Linked DNA regions of Zea mays: region 1 is linked to region 2. Evidence: chromatin contacts called from public Hi-C data. All regions are on one chromosome and are shown on one strand. Each heading gives the region's core, a stretch centred on a gene start, on an enhancer-like site or on the middle of the called end of the contact. The rest is flanking DNA. Distances are from core to core; before and after follow the strand shown. Region 1 holds the start of LOC100280207. Region 2 holds the start of LOC542050.

What was found. Hi-C and Micro-C count contacts between places; a contact is called where the count stands out from the background.
Region 1: a Hi-C map of leaf shows a contact between it and region 2, with 2.7 times the contacts expected there. The contact joins the promoter of LOC100280207 here to the promoter of LOC542050 in region 2. A contact is called at or near these places in 9 of 25 Hi-C or Micro-C datasets (bundle sheath, ear, endosperm and 3 more).

Annotation. Positions count from the first base shown.
Region 1 is chr5:60,882,458-60,885,808 of Zm-B73-REFERENCE-NAM-5.0, forward strand. LOC100280207 reads right to left here and starts at 1,413. Exons shown (of 11, transcript NM_001361030.1): 1 at 980-1,413; 2 at 595-671; 3 at 419-488; 4 at 265-345; 5 at 73-147. The coding sequence starts at 1,224. LOC103626426 (Type 2 DNA topoisomerase 6 subunit B-like) reads left to right here and starts at 1,847. Exons shown (of 12, transcript XM_008646836.4): 1 at 1,847-2,071; 2 at 2,171-2,282; 3 at 2,378-2,461; 4 at 2,756-2,782. The coding sequence starts at 2,030.
Region 2 is chr5:60,416,345-60,419,425 of Zm-B73-REFERENCE-NAM-5.0, forward strand. LOC542050 reads right to left here and starts at 1,332. Exons shown (of 4, transcript NM_001111689.1): 1 at 1,118-1,332; 2 at 969-1,047. The coding sequence starts at 1,275.

The DNA of each region.
Region 1 (3,351 bases), core at 163-2,662, 470 kb after region 2:
CATTTACATCCTCAGTGACAATGGCCTGAATGATTATGCTGCTTTGCATAATTGGAAATACATTCAGAGTACCTGTAATCAATGCATGCAACTATGATGCCCCTTTCTGCTAAGCGTCTGCCTAAAAGGGCTCCCCACCCTTTGTAACTGAGAAATATACAATTTGATATGCAGAGTCATTGAGTCAAGGCAGAATCAGACTTTGCAATAGCAAGAATATCAAAAAATGGTTAGGGGTTCAAGATAGTACATACTTCCACTCACCCTATGATCCACGCTCCACCAGTCACAAACGCAACGACCGGCTTTAACCCTGTTGTACTAGTGGGCATATACAGGTCCAATCTGCAATAAAACTTAATTGCATGGTTTATCAAGCAGAAATATTAGTTAATGGTAGTAGAATCAAATAAAGTACCTGTTTCTTGGCTGATCTCCATATACAACACTTCTATGAACTTGGCTAGAGAAGAAATAATAATATACAACTGGAGTAGAGCAAAATCCATTAAGGTAGTAGCACAGTCAGGTGCAGTGTATGAGTACAATTCTAAGCAGATAAGAAAACAATGGCAAATCTGGAGCAACGCCAACCTTGAATAAAACCTGGCATCAGCAAGAGGGTATAACAGCAGAGGGCTAGGAACTGCCGAATCCATCTGTAGCCTATCCTGCATAAATTTAACAAGTTATTACAATAAACTGACCAAAAGCATGTAGTCTCGTACAAGGCCGTCTGAACACGCTTCCAATCAACTTATATCTAGAATATATCACTTAGATTGATGATAAATATGGAAGGTCACACAAATTGTCCCGTTTTTTTTTCAACACATACATTCTTTCTGCGCATACAAATTTGCAAATGACATTGAGCACGTAGGTGTACCAGGAGAGCAAGCAATGCACAGGCGAAACTGTCCAAGTCCAAGTAGAGGTTGCAGTACACTAGTTTCAGAGCAGCGGAGTTGATGCGTACCCGAGGTAGCGGAGGAGGATCAGGGTGAGCCTCGTGAGGAGGAAGGTCTCGGCGGCGGCCCGGCCGACTTCGCGGCGGAAGGAGCCGCTGCGCTGCGCGAACCGCCCGCACGCCGCCCGGCGCCGCACGCCCGCGTCGGGGAGGAGCGGCGCATCCTCCGCCGGGGGCGACGCAGAAGCGGCTTCAGGGGACGGCGGCAGGGGCGTGCTCGTCTGGGAGGTCTGCGCGGCGAGCTCCACCTTCATCGGGGCGACGCGAGACTCCCGAGGCGGGGGCTTCTCCGTGGTGCGGATCGGAACCGGTTCAAAGCTGGGAGAGCGACGGCTTCTTGTGGCCAGGCAGCAGCTCCGGCGGCCACCGAGGCGGAACCGCGCTGCGGCCCGCGGAGAGGCCTCGGCGAGCGAGAGCACGGAGGCGTACGGCGGGTCCGGTGCTCCGTCCGGCGGATGGCGGCCAGGAAGATGTGATTCTGTGACCGGGACGCTGACACGTAGACCCCGCATGTCCCGAGCCCACATGTCAACCTCTTATTAGTATTTTTTTTATTATAACGTCGACTTGTCCCGTTCTTTTTTTTATTCGCGGCCGGCCCATGTGACGTCCGATCACGTCTATCCGGCCCATATCCGGTTTGAAACGCGAGAATTTTTTTACCTTATGTTTTTGTGAAATTCCAGAAATTCTGATATCCATACAAAATTACTGTGTTCTCTAGCGGTCCTAAACGACTCTTGGGCTACACATACCTCTCAGTTGGATTGGAGCACAAGATCCACGGTCCACCTGCCGAGCTCGCCAATTATACTGGGCCGACCTTCCATGCATTGGGCTTTTCTGTCAGCCCATCTACCGCAATTCGTTCAGACGTTCACGGCCCATCCTGGTGTCCGTCCTCTTCCAGGGGGAGAAATTCCGGGGAGACGGGAGCGGCGAGGTTGGCGCGCGCCGATACGGCGGCGGAATTCCGGCGACCGGCTCAACGATCCATAGCTTTCTTTTTGTAATCTGCTCCGCCAGCCGAAGCACCGGGCGTTGTCGCTCAACCTAACCATGGCGTCAACCTCCTCTCCCCACCGGAAGTTGCTCCACTCCGTAAACCTCTCTCTGCCCCGCACCCGATAAACCCCTCCCATTTCCGATCTCAATTCCAAACTACACCTCCTAACAGAATTTTCCGCGCCTCTGTTTCAGCTGGTGTACTGGGCGGTGCAGCGCTGCCGGATGTCGGAGTTGCCGTGCCGGCTCACGGTCTCCCTCAAGCGCCCCGCCGAACCCGCCAGCTCCCCGCCGCTGCGCGTCTCCGGTAACAAAGTCTGCGGCGGCGTTCCATCCTTAATTCCGATTATTACGTTGCCGTGTAACATTAGTTTAACGCAAACATTTGGTGGACTATCGCAGTTTCGGACACGGGGGTGGGGAGCAAACTGGAGGAGTTCCTGGAGCTCGACGCCCTGGCGCGTGAGATTCCCGTAGAGAGATGGGGTATGTGATCACTGTGATGCTCACCTGCTCGTCCAGATCAATGCGATTAGTGATTACGACTTGACATTCGTTTATAATAATGTTAATACATCCAGAATTAAAGATTGTTCGATGGTAAGGTGGTCAAATGTTCTTTACTTACACTGTCCTTAACGGCCATAGTTTTAAATGAATCTTCAGATGGAGTACCAACTTTTGAGTGACAACTGACAATGACTTGGACAACAGAAATGGAGTAATTCTTGTTTTTCGTTCATCTTCCTTTGTCTTATGTGGTTTCTATCTGCTTTGCAGATGGCACACTCTTAGTCACAACTACTGGTATGTTTTCTGTTTCACTGCACGATGTAGTTCAGTGTTCTGTTTGTGTTATGAATATCGGTTGATGCGAAGTACTGTACTAGGAGTTCATTAATTCTACATATTCTAAATTGGTTGGTTGGTTGTGCTGGTCCAACAGAGCAGGTTGGTATCTTGAGAATTCACCTGACAAAAAAAATGATAAACTTGGTAGCAATGGTAAGAAACAGATAAATGGAATCCTAATAAAGATGGGAGCATTCGGTGGTCAGACTCTCACCGCGATTCACTGAAATTTTCTCATATCTTGATTTCCTCACTACTTTCATTTGTTATTCATGCTTTTTTCTTCTCCTTATATGTTTTCTTCTTTTGTGATGTAGTTTTCGTTACAGTTTGTCATAATATGCAAGTTCTAAACCTAAAAACACACATGATTATATAGTAGAAGAGTACATCAAAGTTTTCTTCTACCTACGTATATCTATTTAGATGACGGAATTATTAGCACACTTCTTGGGTGTACAAATCAGTACCAAAAGGCAAAAAATATCTGAGAAGGCTGTTTTTGTTTCATTTGTGATATTGTG
Region 2 (3,081 bases), core at 82-2,581:
AGACCTTATCATTGTTTATTTTCCATGTTTTCACATATTTATGCTATTAACCTACCAAATTTACACTTTACAAACTGTGTTGTCTTTTGAATGCCTTAATCTGCAAGACACCCAAGCAATGGAAGACCTACAAGAAATGTACACTAAGTACAAACTCAGAAAAGAATTAGCAATTCCAAATGAACAACATTCGGATTGCATTCATATAGTTTACTAAAGCCAATCAGACAATGGACAAAGAAGATAGGATACTAGAAAAACACAATTATTCTGAGAATATTTATACTACTCTATTAAAAACCTAATGTGGACATCTGGTACTACCACGGCTTCACCCTCCGCGCTGACACTCTGGGCCCGCTCCACGCGCCCTGCCTTGGCGCCATGCCCTGTGGGCCCCACGCGCAGCGCTTTCTCAGCTACTGCCCTGTGGACCGCAGCGCCTGTCCAGTACTCGACCCCGCCCGCGCAGCTACCACCAGACCATACGTAACTTAGTGTTTAGAAATAAACAATAATTATATAAAAAATAGTGCAAAGCGAGCACTCGAACACACGCTCGCCTCCTGCTACAGAAATTTAGGGCTAACCAATAAACCACACGTACCTTAGAGTTTAGAAATACACAATAATTATATTTGAATAAATATCTCAATACATATTTATATGATATATAAAAACCGTAGCAAAACACGGGTAGAATCATTAAAGTTGATATAGAATAGCTAGCAACCTACATCAGCATATCAGATTGAATCTTGTCAGGTTATCCAATTTCAATAAACAGTGGTCCAAAAACCAAGCAATTTACTGTCTCCTCCATTGCTGGTGGCTACCTAACCCAATCCATTCCCTAAATCGCCTCCAGTAAATAATTCCAAGGAACATGGACCATCCATAACCCAAACCATTCACCCCTGATGATCTGGAAACATCATAGAGAGGAAGGAGAGAGAGCGCTAACTAACCGTTGGCGACGGCACCGCGTCCGAATTGGCCTTGCCAGAGGAGGAAGCGAGCCTCCTTGGACCGCACGAAACTCTCAACCTGCGCGAAGAGAAACGGGCTTACACACCCGCGAGCCGAGCCGTGAAGAAGGGGCTAGAACGGAGCGCACCGCGGTGCCGGCGCCCTGAGCTTCGGGGAGGAGGCCACAAGGGCCACGCGAGGAGGAGAAGGCTCCCGGCGCAGGCGGGTCGAGAGGATCCCAGGCAACAACGGAAAGGGCGGTAGCCCCGCCAAGCAACAGCCGTACCCCGCGGCCGTCGTCGCCATAGCCGCCGACTCCTACTTGGACCGAGGAGGCGAGGATAAAGGAAGAGCGAGATCTCACCAGTCACCTCGGTGGACAAGGCACGCAGCAGCCACGGCACACGAGGGCGCACGCCGGCGTGCCGGCGAAGCGCGAACACCGCCGGCGAGCGGCTGGTCGCAGGGGATGTCACTCAGGGCGGAGGCGGAGGGCGGTCGCCGGAGCAGGCGAGCAGCGTGGGCCGGCTTTGGTTCCGCCTGTGTCCATATTGACTTGGCTGGCCCGTTAAGCAATTTAGATGACCTATCCAGCCCATTCCTGTGTTTACCCCTGTCAGCCTTTGGGTTGTGGGCTTGTTGCCTTTTTATCACTGTCCCGAAACTGGGCTAAGTTAAAACCCGAAACTGGGCTATTCCCAAACAGGGGTGGTCGAAACAACAATGCCATGGCAGTGGCACACCGTTTAGCAGCCACGAAAGGGGTGATTTTGCGTGTAGACATCCGGTTTCCTACCCCTGGCAAAGCACACAAGAAAACTTTGTGTTATCATCAGAAGATTCGTGTCGTTAGCTCATTTCGTTTAGTACTCCCTCCGTTCACAATAAATGGTGAATCGTTCTGTTTTTTTTTAAGTTTTTACTATGTATCATATCGAAAGTTAAATATCTAAAAAAGAGTCAAAAAACTTAAAATTTAAAACGGAGCAAGTATATGGCATGAAGAAACAGGAAGAAAATAGTACCTTGGGCATTCATAAATTTGAATCCGGAAGCCGAATTGCGAGATGAAGCACTTGTGCTTTCAATGTATCCATGTGGCTGTTTTCTGGCCTCTAGAACTAGAAGCTTAGCAGAATGGTAGTCACCAAAAATCATTGCAAGAACATGCTCCGTCTCGGAAATGGTGGAACCTACTCCGATCTCTAACGATGATTTCCCGGTTCCAAAGCTGAGAGACTAACTTGATTGCAGAGTGACAATCCTCACAGACTCTCAGGTTCTTCACGATATGGATCGGTAAGCTCGGTGGAAGACTGATGAGACCAAAAGCAATGGCTATCTTCTCACTGTGTGCTAAAAGTGCCTGTTCTTTCTCTTCCTCGTCAACGTCAACTGCTATCCTTGACGTGACTGGAGAATAACCCACAGACTTCAGCCTGCATGCGATCTCCTCCATCATCGCCATGATCTCTAACGTCCAAGGATGCGATTGGTCATTGGCGACGAACTTGTGAACCTGCCCAGCCACAGTGATCGAGCTGTAACCTGCCGTCTTCTTAACTCCCCGTTCTTCCATCAACATCCTTACTCTTTTTGCATCTGCCCACTGTCTAGAGTCTATGTATATGTTGTACAACTGGACATAGACGGCATCCTCCTCAGGGGCTAACTTGAGAAGATGCTCCGCGGCATGTCGGGCTAGGTCAATGTTTTTGTGGACTCTGCAGGCACTCAAGATGGATCCCCATATGACGGCATTTGGTTGCATTGGCATGGTCTGAACAAGATGCATAGCTTCATCCAGAAGCCCGCTGCGAGCGAGCAAATCTATCATGCAGCCATAATGCTCAACCTGAGGGTGTAATTTATGCAACGATCTCATCTCGTTGAAGTGCAGCCGACCTTCGTCGAGCAGACTTGAGTGGCTGCACGCAGTCAGAACAGCAATGTAGGTAACTGACGTGGGCTGAAAACCATCACGCTTCATCTGGCAGAAAGACTCCAGAGCATCCTTACCCATCCCATTGAACGCAAGACCTGCGATCATGGCAGTCCAAGTGTGGACATCTCTTTCGCCCATGCGATGGAACACAGCGGTTGCCTCATCCA